Linked DNA regions of Nomascus leucogenys: region 2 is linked to region 1. Evidence: chromatin contacts called from public Hi-C data. All regions are on one chromosome and are shown on one strand. The core of a region is the stretch at or near the end of the contact, and the rest is flanking DNA. Distances in the headings are between cores, read along the strand shown.

The links. A called contact is a pair of places that touch in the nucleus more often than the background predicts.
Region 2: a contact with region 1 is called in a Hi-C map of a lymphoblastoid cell line, with 6 times the contacts expected there. The contact joins two enhancer-like sites. A contact is called at or near these places in 3 of 4 Hi-C or Micro-C datasets (a lymphoblastoid cell line and an unstated tissue).

Annotation. Positions count from the first base shown.
Region 1 is chr13:26,636,887-26,642,947 of Asia_NLE_v1, reverse strand. It overlaps SRC (proto-oncogene tyrosine-protein kinase Src), which reads left to right. Exons shown (of 16, transcript XM_030826273.1): 11 at 24-179; 12 at 2,437-2,616; 13 at 3,940-4,016; 14 at 4,788-4,941; 15 at 5,102-5,233; 16 at 5,524-6,061. The coding sequence ends at 5,732. Among named protein-coding and RNA genes, the nearest start is that of SRC, 56 kb to the left of the region's middle. Within about 2 kb of position 1,722, the one cell type or tissue checked has an H3K27ac peak away from gene starts, as active enhancers do. A contact at or near this core is called in a lymphoblastoid cell line, where this site is marked.
Region 2 is chr13:26,765,970-26,772,201 of Asia_NLE_v1, reverse strand. No RefSeq gene overlaps it. Among named protein-coding and RNA genes, the nearest start is that of GHRH, 16 kb to the left of the region's middle. Within about 2 kb of position 1,556, the one cell type or tissue checked has an H3K27ac peak away from gene starts, as active enhancers do. A contact at or near this core is called in a lymphoblastoid cell line, where this site is marked.

The DNA.
Region 1 (6,061 bases), core at 473-2,972:
TGCTCCTCCTGCCTCCTCCTCAGAACACGCCGATGGCCTGTGCCACCGCCTTACCACCGTATGCCCCACGTCCAAGCCGCAGACGCAGGGCCTGGCCAAGGATGCCTGGGAGATCCCTCGGGAGTCGCTGCGGCTGGAGGTCAAGCTGGGCCAGGGCTGCTTTGGCGAGGTGTGGATGGGTAAGGCCTGGCCCCTGCCCTCGGGAGAGGCATCCACCCCCACCCCGTGTGGCAGCTCTAGGCTCCCTTGGTCCCTTTGCCTTTAGCTGCCTCTGCTGGATGATGGGGCCCTGTCGTAAATCTGGAGCTCCCCAGTGGTGGCTGGCACCGACTTGGGATGTGGCCACCCAAGTGCTGTGCCCCGGACCGTGCAAACCATAGCACCTGATTCCAAGATGCGCACAGGGCTGGGCATTGCACAGACCTGCTGTGTAGGCTGAGCCCGGTGGCCTCACTCGGATCCTCAGTCTTCCCGACTGTGAATGGGGCTAGTGACAGTGGGACCTATGGGAGGTTGTGAGACCCTGACCCAGTGCGTGGCCACACACTAGCTGTTCGCCATGGAGAGAGAAGCCCGGCTCGCGGGAGGGAGTGCTGGAAAGCTTAGGTCTGTCATGGTCTGGGCCTGTTAGCGATTTCCTGTCTAGCCCTGGAGAAACAGCAATGCATGAGCGCTGTGCAGTCCTGACAAATCCCAGGCCCCTCTTCCACTGGCTGCTTTCTGCTCACACGGAGGGACCGGAGGCCAGGGTGGAGGAGAGACGGCAGTTGTAAGCCCGTAAGCCCATGGTGCTAGCGGGGATCACGGTGCGCTGTTTTCAAGGTGGTTTCATTGGAGCTGCATCTCCGCTCAGTCCCACTGCCTCCACGTTCCGCCCTCCAGAGGGCTGATGGAGGAAAGCAGAGGGGCCTCCTGGGTGGAAGGCACTGCAGGGACAGAGGCCTGGAGGCTGGAGGTCAGGCCGTCCGGGAAGGGGAGGCGTGGGCTTTGAGCTGGTGAGAGGGGAGAGGGGTGAGAAGCCAGGGTGTGGGCACAGCCACAAAGTGAGGACTTGAGCAAAACCTGGGCGAATGCACAGCGTCAGCCATTCTGGTGGCTGCAAAACTCATTTCTGGCTTGGGTGAGAGGTGCTGTCCCTGGGAAGGGCCTCACTTCCTCCCTGGGTGCTCCACGTTGACTCATGAAGTGCCACATGCAGATGGCCTGAGCCAGGAGGGCCACAGAGATGGGCCTGAGCCCCAACCCTCAGACGGAGGCCCAGCGACTGGGAGGAACGGGCCCAAGGTCACACATCAAAGGAACCTCGAGGCCCGCTGGGACAAGAACCTGGATTAAACATGCTGGTCTAGAATGCAGCTTCCCCCAGAGCCCCACAGTTAGAAAAGTAGACAGTAGTGAAATGATAACCACATTACTTACTGAGCCCTCACAGTGGGGCTGGCCCAGTGGTTAAAATCTCATTCAGTCCTCAAACAGCTCCACGGGTAGGCACTATGGATCCCCGTTTTCCAGATGAGATAACTGAGGCTTAGAGAGGGGAACTGACTCTCCCATGGTCTCTCTGCTGGCAGGAGGTGGAGGTGGGAGTCAGGCTCTGGCCAGCCTGACCCCCAAGCCCTCATGCTTAGGACAGTGTCTCATTTTGGGGGGCGGGTGGGCTCCAGAGGTGACCTCTTGTTCTGGCAGCAGCCTCAGAAACCCCTGGGCCAGCTCCACATCACCCCTGGCCTCCACCAGTACACATTGCATTTGCTAACACATGAGGCACGTTCAAAGTCCTGCCCAGAGGGAACATGACCAACCCAGAAGTGACACCGGTTGAGTTAGAACGTTGGTCCCCTGTCTGTCCAGGCTAATAAGCTGCTTTTTAGGACTTTTTTTTTTTAGACAGGATCTCACTCTGTCACATAGGCTGGAGTGCAGTGGCGCGGTTTCGGCTCACTGCAACCTCCGCCTCCCAGGCTCAAGCCATTCTCCTGCCGCAGCCTCCCGAGTACCCAGTATTACAGGCACGCACCACTACCACCCAGCTAATTTTTGTATTTTTAGTGGAGACAGTGTTTCACCATGTTGGCCAGGCTGGTCTTGAACTCCTGACCTCAAATGATCCACCCGCCTCGGCCCGCTAAAGTGCTGGGATTACAGGCGTGAACCACCACGCCCAGCCCGGACATTCTTAATAGTCACAGTCCCGACAACAGCTACTGGCTCTTGAGCATTTAATCCTAGTAACAATGCCATGAGGAGCACCCTGTCATTGTACCCATTTTACAGATGGGGAGACTGAGGCTCAGAAAGGGCCCAGGCTTTGGCTGGGTTTGTCACATGGCTGTGGAGGCCACAGCTGACACTGGCGCCCAGGCGGGCAGATCCTGGATCCCTGTGCAGTAGGAGTTGGGGGGCTCCACTGAGTCAGCCTGCATCCCTCCTCAACAGGGACCTGGAATGGCACCACCAGGGTGGCCATCAAAACCCTGAAGCCTGGCACGATGTCTCCAGAGGCCTTCCTGCAGGAGGCCCAAGTCATGAAGAAGCTGAGGCATGAGAAGCTGGTGCAGTTGTATGCTGTGGTTTCGGAGGAGCCCATTTACATCGTCACGGAGTACATGAGCAAGGGTGAGGCCTGGGCGGCCGGGGCAGGGGGCAGGGGCACTCCGGACAGGGCAGGGGGCATGAGCCTCATGTCCTCTCATGTCTAGAATGGGCACCTTCAAAGGTGGAATGCCGTAGAGCCAAATTCTCTGTTGCCAGGGCCAGAGTGCAGTGGTACAATCATAGCTCACTTCAGCCTCAACCTTCCAGGCTCAAGCAGTTCTCCCACCTCAGCCCCCCAAGTAGCTGGGACCACAGGTGTGTGTCACCAGGCCCAGCTAATTTTTTATTTTTTGTAGAGATGGGACCCTGTGTTGCCTAGGCTGGTCTCGAACTCTTGGGCTCAAGCAATCCTCCCACCTCCACCTCCCAAAGTGCTGAGATTACAGGTGCGAGCCACAGTAATTTTTAAACTAATTAGTTATTTTTCAAAATTCCACTTTTTGGAGGTAGAGTTTACATATGATAAAATACACCCCTTTTAAGTGTTCAGTTCAGTGGGTTTTAACAAGTGGATTTACTGTGTACCCCTAACCATAATGAAGATATGTAACACCTCCATCACCCAGAAAGTTCCTCGTGCCCTTTGCAGACAGTACCCTCCAGCCCCAAACCCAAGCACCCACTGATTTGCTTTCTGTCATTATAAATTTGTTTTGTTTATTCTAGAATTTCATACATGGAATCTTTTACATCTGGGATGCATCCTTTTTTACTTTTTACATTTAAATTTTTTATTTTTTGAGATGAGGTCTTGCTATATTGCCCAGGCTGGAGTGCAGTGGCGTGATCATAGCTCACTGCAGCCTTGACCTCCAAGGCTCCATAGATCTTCTCATCTCAGCCTCTCAAGTAGCTGGGACTACAGGTGCACAACATCCTGCCCAGCTACTTTTTTTTTTTTTTTTTTTTTTTTGTGTGTATTTTTTGTACAGACAGAGTCTTACTGTGTAGCTCAGGCTGGCCTCAAACTACTGGGCTCAAGCGATCTTCCCGCCTCGGCCTCCCACAGTGCTGGGATTGTAGGCAGGAGCCACTGCTCCCGGCCTGAGATGCATCCCTGTTGCGTCTCCCAGCAGTTTGTTCCTGTTGTCGCTGAGCAGGACTCCGCTGTCTGCATTAGCACAGTTTACCTGTTCACCTGGAGGTGGACTTCTGGTTGTTTCCCATCCTCCTTGCCTTTTGAGTGACAAGCACTGAGTGAGACTTTATTCAGAGATGAGTTTACATAAAATCTGCTGTGCTGGTTAAAGCAAGGCCAGCCGCCTGGGAGGACGGGTTTTGGGAATCACTGCATCCTGGCAGAGGGACAGGGCAGGAGCTGGAGCTGGGTCTCTCTCTGCCCAGGGAGTTTGCTGGACTTTCTCAAGGGGGAGACGGGCAAGTACCTGCGGCTGCCTCAGCTGGTGGACATGGCTGCTCAGGTAAGTCAGCCCCTCCCGCCTCCCCACACCCTTGGTCCTCAAGCACCCAGACCCATCTGGTACAGTCAGTTCTGGCCTCTTGAGTGCCCCCTCCAAGAAGCCTGCCTTGATTGCCTCCACACTCATTGACTTGCCGCACGTATTTATCAGGTCTGCTTACAGGTGCCCTGAGTGGTGATTCTGGGCAGCAGAAAGCCCTTACCTGGGCATCAGGGGTCACTGACTTACTGTGGGACCTCGGGCCTCAGTTGTCGTCTCTATAAAGGTCATTTAGTCGCTTAGCAGACGTGTTCATGCTTGCTGTAGGCAGTGCTCAACAAGCTTTTTTTTTTTTTTTTTTTTTTTTTTTTCATTTAATCCTCATCATGACCAGGAGTGATGAGGATTGGCTGTTAGTCCCATTGGACAGATGAGAAAACTGAGGCTCAGAGAGGGGACTTGGGCAGCAGGCAGGACCTGGCACTCATCTGTGTCTGGGTCTGCCGGGGCCTCTTTCCATGGTCACCTCGCTTTCCTGGCTGCATCTGATCTCGTGCCTCCCCTTTGACCTTTGCCCTCTGCCCTCTGCCCTGTGCCCTGTGCTCCCTACTCCCGCAGAGCACTGCTCCTGCTTTCGATGCCAGCAGCATTTACTGTGAACTGACCTCACTTGCCTGAAGAAGTGTGGGGAGGGTGGGGAAGGAGTGGTTGGCTCTCCAGCCCCGGGATGCTCTGTGGCCCTGGGAGGGCGTGGGTGGCACCTGAGCCAGGCTCCCACGGTTCCGCCTGCAGATCGCCTCGGGCATGGCGTACGTGGAGCGGATGAACTATGTCCACCGGGACCTTCGTGCAGCCAACATCCTGGTGGGAGAGAACCTGGTGTGCAAAGTGGCCGACTTCGGGCTGGCTCGGCTCATTGAAGACAATGAGTACACGGCGCGGCAAGGTGGGCAGGGGCTGTGTGGTATGTCGTGCTTGGCCTGGGACAGGTCACATCCCGCTCTGAGCCTCAGTTTTTTCCTCAGCTGTCATTCCTCATGGTGCTTATCTAGCAGAGTGGTCGTGACAGGAGGTCAGAGCTGCCCTGACCTTTCTCGTTCCTGCAGGTGCCAAATTCCCCATCAAGTGGACGGCTCCGGAAGCTGCCCTCTATGGCCGCTTCACCATCAAGTCGGACGTGTGGTCCTTCGGGATACTGCTGACTGAGCTCACCACAAAGGGACGGGTGCCCTACCCTGGTAAGAAGGTCCTCATGGCTCGTCTCTGGTCCCTGAACCCCTCTGCCCTGGTGGCCTTGGGCAAGTCATGACTCCTGCTGGGCCTGTTTCCCCATCCGTAAAACAAAGAAGTTGAGCATCTGATGTTAGGCTCTCTCGATGGTCCGTGTTCTCAGCTTCGGGGACAGGACCTATCTATGGTCACACCCAACCTGTCCTAGGCAGGAAGTCCTCGCTGTCCTCCCCATCAGCTTCCCCCACCCCACTTTCCTCACCGGAGCCGGGCTCCCCATGCCTCGCTCTGCCCACAGGGATGGTGAACCGCGAGGTGCTGGACCAGGTGGAGCGGGGCTACCGGATGCCCTGCCCGCCGGAGTGTCCTGAGTCCCTGCACGACCTCATGTGCCAGTGCTGGCGGAAGGAGCCTGAGGAGCGGCCCACCTTTGAGTACCTGCAGGCCTTCCTGGAGGACTACTTCACGTCCACCGAGCCCCAGTACCAGCCCGGGGAGAACCTCTAGGCGCAGGCGGGCCCAGACCGGCTTCTTGGCTTGGATCCTGGGCTGGGTGGCCCCTGTCTCAGGGCTTGCCCCGCTCTGCCTGCCTGCTGTTGGTCCTCTCTCTGTGTGGCTGAATTGCCAGGGGCGAGGCCCTTCCTCTTTGGTGGCATGGAAGGGGCTTCTGGACCTAGGGTGGCCTGAGAGGGCGGTGGGTGTGCGAGACCAACACAGTGACTCTGTCCAGCTCCCACTGTAGCCGCACGCCTCTCGCCGCACTCCCTCCTGGAGCTCTGTGGGTCTCTGGAAGAGGAACCAGGAGAAGGGCTGGGGCCGGGGCTGAGGGTGCCCTT
Region 2 (6,232 bases), core at 307-2,806, 130 kb before region 1:
ACCAGGTTGTTTTTTGAGTTGGTAGACTTGGTGCAGGTGCCAAGCCTGCTGCATGGAAGGTTGTCTCCAGCTGATCCTCGGGTAACCTCTCCCTGGTGAAGATCTGACCATACTTCAAAAGCCCCCTTGGAGGCCATCTCTCCAAGAAGCATTCTCCCTCCCTGGCCTTGCCTGTGGTTGAGTGATTTTATAATTTTATATGCAGAAAATTGTCTCCTTTCCTCAGACCCTTGGGATGCCTGGGACCAAATCTTTGAGCCCTCTAAAGCTTTCTAATCAAAGTGTGGTCCATAGACCAGCAGTATTGACAGCACGTGGGGGCTTGTTAGGAATGCAGAATGTCAGGCTCCACTCTGGACCAATTGAATCAAAGGCTAAAATCTGTGAGGATTCTAAAAGCATCAGGCACCCTGGTGTCTGCCGGGGATTCCGATCAGGTAGGAGGGCCATGGCCTCAGACAGCCAGGAGATGTCGCTGTTCCCCAGTCATTGGAGTTGTCAGGTTTTGCTACCAATGCCAGAGGCCCCGCCTGTGGGGCTTTGTTCGCTGTGAAATCCCAGGACCACGAAAGGGTCAGGTCGGGTTTGTCACGCCACCTTTTCTTCAGCCACTCAACCTGCCCCTCCTCCCATCTTTCCCCGACCGTTCCTGTCCTGGGTTCTCATCGATGTTTCCAGATAGGGAAGACTGTGTGATCCCCAAGCCCAGACCTACCCCAGGATCTCAGGAGAAAGCCCACAGGAGAAAGTGCATCTGGCCAGGTGCAATGGCTCATGCCTATAATACCAGCACTTTGGGTGGCCGAGGTGGGTGGATCACTTGAGGCCAGGAGTTCGAGACCAACCTCGGCAACATGGTGAAACTCTGTCTCTACTAAAAATACAAAAATTAGCCGAGCATGGTGGCATGCGCCTGTAATCCCAGCTACGTGGGAGGCTGAAGCAGAAGAATCGCTTGAACTTCGGAGGCGGAGTTTGCAGTGAGCTGAGATCGTGCCACTGCACTCCAGTCTAGACAACAGAGCAAGACTCTGTCTCAAAAAAAAAAAAAAAAAAAGGAAGTGCATCCTACAGGGGCTCCCTCAGCCTGGGTCATCAGGCAAGACGAGCTCAGACCAGCAAGGAGGGGGTGTCTACAGGGAGGACCCCCCTCGTTTGGAATCTCTGAGTTGGGGGATCTTAGTGACAACAGGACCTGCAGACACAGTGAGAAGAATTCCATGATTTGAGAGTCCACAGGCAAAAGTCAAGGCCTGCTTGGGACTTTAGCTTCCAGTTTCTATTTTCCATGTCAGGAGCCAGGTTATCTCATGGTCTTACTTCCCCTCTGTGGTTACAGTGCAGTTAAAGGAACCCTAATAGCCTTGACTGCAGCAAACTCAGGTTTGAGTCAGGGCCAAAGGGCCCTCACTCCAGACTACAAGCAGAGTCACTGGGGTTTCCCTCTAGGGCCTGGAGCTCCCACTCTCTGGGCCTTTCCCACCCTGCCTGGTTCAGTCCCTGAACACCCAGGCCACAGAGCAGAAGGAAGAGCAGCCTCCACACCCAGGCCCCCAGCTCCTGACTCCCCAGTGGCTGGGCCCTGTTGATGCTGGAACCTCCTCTAAGGCCCAGAACCTGGAATCCATGGCTGAGACCTGGCTCCCTGCCTAGCTCCTGTCCCGCCGGGTTCAGCCCCAGTCACCACCACCCAATGACTCACGGAGTCTAGCTGTCCTGGATTTCCACAGTCTAGCAGTAACATCTACATGCCAGTCACGTAACATACATGATCTCATCTCATTCAACAACTTTGAGCCTTAGGAACACATAGTGCTCTCATTTCATGGTGGAAGAAGCTGAGTCTTGGAGATATTGGGTAACTTGTCCAATCTCATACAGATGGTACATGCAGAGGCCAGGGTTAGGAGTGGGGCTTGCCTGCCTCCAGACAAGCTCGCCTGCCCCAGAACAGTGCTATCCCTGACCCTGGCCCAGCAGCCCAGGGCTGATTTCTGCCAGCTTGATTTCCCATGGATTGGTGTCAGCAGGGTCTCTGTGGGTCCTGCGAGGTGGAGTGATAAAGGTGACAAGTGAGGATTTCTTATAGCAATGACAAGGATACTGCAAAGGAAGATAGCACTGCACTTTACATTTGCACTTGTCATGGTGATAGTGACATTTCTGATTAACATCAGAACTTTGGTCTGCTGATTTCACCCGTGAACTTGGAACCAGAAGTCCCAGGATCCATCTGATCTCTGACCCAGTTCCCACGTCCTTCAGGTGAGAGATGGTCCCAGGCATGCACAAACATTCCAGGATATTAATTGATGATGAAAAGTCATCATTAATTTATTGGCATATTTTGCTTTTTATTCCTGCCTCCTTCCATCCTTTGATAATTTATCCATCAGATATCGAAGTAATAATACCCATCGGGTGCTAAGTGCTGTGTTTGGTGTCCAGGAGCCAAGGAAGAGTAAAGCACAATTCAAATGAACTGATATTTATCAAGTGCCGCTATGTGCCATTCACCAAGTTGGGGGCTCCAGGCATTCTGTGGACTTGCTTTGGTGCAATTTTCATCCTAGCTAGACAAGTGGGCAAACAGATAATTACACAGCGTGATATACACAGTCTATAATCGAGGTGCATACAAGGAGCTGTGGGAGCAGCGTGGGTGGGGCCTTCACCCTGCTAAGGAGGAGGAAAGGCTTCACCTAGGATGTAACTTTTTTTTGGCGGGGGGCACAGGGTCTCACTCTGTCGCACAGACTGGAGTGCAGTGGCACGATCTTGGCTCACTGCAAACTCCGCCTCCCGGGCTCAAGCGACTCTCTCACCTCAGCCTCCGGAGTAGCTGGAATTACAGGTGCGTGTCACTACTGCCTGGCTAATTTTTTTATTTTTAGCAGAGATGGGGTTTCACTATATTGGCCATGCTGGTCTTGAACTCCTGACCTCAAATCATCCACCCCCGCCCCCAGCCTCCCAAAGTGTTGGGATTACGGGTGTGAGCCACCTCATCTGGCTCCTTTTTTTTGGAAACAGGGTCTCACTCTGTCACCCAGGCTGGAGTGCAGTGGCATGATCTGGGCTCACTGCAACCTCTGCCTCCTGGGCTTGGGTGATTCCCCCACCTCAGCCTCCTGAGTAGCTGGGGCTACAGGCACATGCCACCATGCCAGGCTACTTTTGTATTTTTTGCAGAAACGGGGTTCCTCCATGTTGCCCAGGCTGGTCTAGAACCTGTGGGGTCAAGCAATCCACCTGCCTCAGCCATCTGAAGTGCTGGGATTATAGATGTGAGTCACTGTGCCTGGCCAGGATGTGACTTTTAAGGTGGATCTTGAAGAAAGAGGAAAAATTAATCCAGCCTGAGCAAAGGCCTGGAGGCCTGGTTAGTGAATAATAAATTATTTGGTGTGGCTGGAGTGAGAGTCCTCACATCTTTGTGGGCTTCGGACCTGGACCCCAGATTCAGTTGTCCAGGGTAGGGCCCAGAGTTCTGAATTTTTAACCAGGGCCTCAAGTGGTTCTGGTACAAGTGTGAGGGCCCACAGACTGGGAAACCTGGGCCTGTGGCTTCAGCGGCAAGAAATGTGGATGAATCCGGAACAATGCATTAGGGCCAAGCTATGCAGGGTGTCAAATGCCATGCTAAGGAATTTGGACCTGTCCTGTTCTCAGTAGAGAGAGTCCATGGAGGCTTTCAAGCCCTGGAGTGGTGGTTTTGGAAGGAGAATGTTGCCAGCAGCCTGGTGGGAGGAACAGAGACACGAGAGGCTGGAGAGAAGAAGCCCATTGAGAAAGCTTTCACAGCTGTCTAGGCCAGCCATCCTGGAGGCCTGAGCTGGGGGGTTGGGCGGGGGCGGTGGGCAAGGAGCATGGGAGTGGGGGCGCTAGATTTGAGAGGGCTCTGATAAATGGGGCCCAGGCCTGCAGTAGATGGATGAGGAAGGTGAAGGAGAGGTTGTTGAGAATGGGCTGGGGGCCTCAAGGGCTGATCAGGATGCACCAGGGCAGTGGGTTGAGGGGAGGAACAATAGAGCCAATTTGCGCGTGTTGAGTTTTTCACTCATGGGACCTCCAGGAGGATGTGGGGAACAGGCATTGGATCTTGTCCAAAGCTTGGAGAAGGTGGTTGAAGTTGAAGTTGAGGGGAGAGCTTTTTTTTTTTTTTTTTTCAGACAGAGTTTTGCTCTTGTTGCCCAGGCTGGAGTGCAATGGTGCGATCTCGGCTCACCGCAACCTCTGCCTCCTGGGATCAAGCGATTATCCTGCCTCAGCCTCCCGAGTAGCTTGGGTTACAGGCATGCACCACCATACCTGGCTAATTTTGTATTTTTAGTAGAGACAGGGTTTCTCCATTTGGTCAGGCTGGTCTTAAACTCCCAACCTCAGGTGATCGGCCAGCCTTGGCCTCCCAGAGTGCTGGGATTACAGGCGTGAGCCACCACGTCCGGCTGAGCCTTTGAAGAGCAAAGAGGTATTAGAAGACTGTAGACTGCTTACGAATCTTCAGGGCACGTGGAGGCAGAATTAGAAAAAGAGGCCAGGTGTGGTGGGCCACACCTGTAAGCCCAGCGCTTTGGGTGGTCAAGGTGGGAGGATTGCTTGAGGCCAGGAGTTTGAGACCAACCTGGGCAACAAAGCAAGACCCCCACTCCCCATGTCAAAAGAAGAAGTGAAGAGAAGGGGAGGGGAGGGGAGGGGAGGGGAGGGGGGGGAGGGGAGGGCGGGGAGGGGAGGGAAGGGAGAAGGAAAGAGGCAAGAAGAACGCACTAGAAAAGTAGGCTGTTTGGTTGTTTTTCAATTTATTATCTCCACTTTGCAGATGGGGAAACTGGGACTCAGACAACTAAATAACTTGTCCATGGCCGCTATGCTCATCAGGGTAAGGCTGGAGTTTTGAACCTAAGTCTCTTTGGCTCCAGTGCCCATACTCTCGGCTGAGTCTCCCAGAGGCAAATCCTGTCCCCAGACACAAAATAAACAGATTCAAAGATTGGGAGTGAATAGGTGGAGGTGAGGAAGATGCAGCAAAAAGAACTTGCAGGAGGCTGGGCGTGGTGGCTCACGCCTGTAATCCCAGCAGTTTGGAAGGCTGAGACAGGTGGCTCTCCTGAGGTCAGGAGTTTGAGACCAGCCTGGCCAACATAGTGAAACCCCATCTCTACTAAAAATACAAAAATTACCCGGGTGCGGTGTCAGGTGCCTATAATCCCAGGTACTTGGGAGGCCGAGGCAGGAGAATCACCTGAACCCAGGAGGCAGGTTGCAGTGAGCTGAGATCATGCCACTGCACTCCAGCCTGGGGGACAGAGCGATACTCCAACTAAAAAAACACAAAAAGAATAACTTGCAGGACAGAGGCAGGGGAGATCAGCATATTAAGTGAGCCTATTTTTCTTTCCTTCTCCCACTAGAATATATTGAAGCAAATCTCAGACTTCATATTATTTCATCGATAAATATTTCGTATGTATCTCAAAAAGATAAGGCTCTTTTTTAGACATAGTCACAATCCCATTATCACACTTTTAAAAAAATCTAACAATAATTCCTATTAAGGGAACCTATTGAGGACAATCTGACAAGACCTCAGAATGGAAGTGGGCTTGTGTATCTTGAGCCAGCACTGTCACAAAGCCATGATAAGGAATTTAAATTTCCCCAAGATAATTACAGCCAAAGCGAACAGGGGATTGGAAATGCAGGAGATTTGAGAAGCTTGCCTGGCTCTGGAAAGGAAATGTTATAAAGGAATCAAAAAAAGACTGGAAAGGTTTACAGAGTACAAAAGACAAGACTCTTCTTTCTTTCTGACTTCCCCTTTCCTCATGCGAGGGTCTTTAGTCATAAACGAGAAATAGGAACCTGGGCTAGAGTGAAACCAAATGGATAAAAATAACACAACAAATACAGTATTGCTAAATGCAATGAGATAGAGGCATGGGGTTTATTTCCCACCAAGGCTGTGCAAACTGCTCACTTCTTAGATAAAGGCTCTTCAGTTGCTGCTATTCAGAATCCCAGCTTCCTGAGAGGTCATGTCCATTGTTTATTAACTGGTTATTGTGGACACTGACGTTCGACTAGGCATCAAGAAATCAGATTTCTAGACCAGGTGCAGTGGCTCACACCTGTAATCCCAGCATTTTGGGGGGCCGACGCAGGTGGATCACTTGAGGTCAGAAGTTCGAGACTCAGGCTGGCGAAACCCCATCTCTACTAAAAATACAAAAAT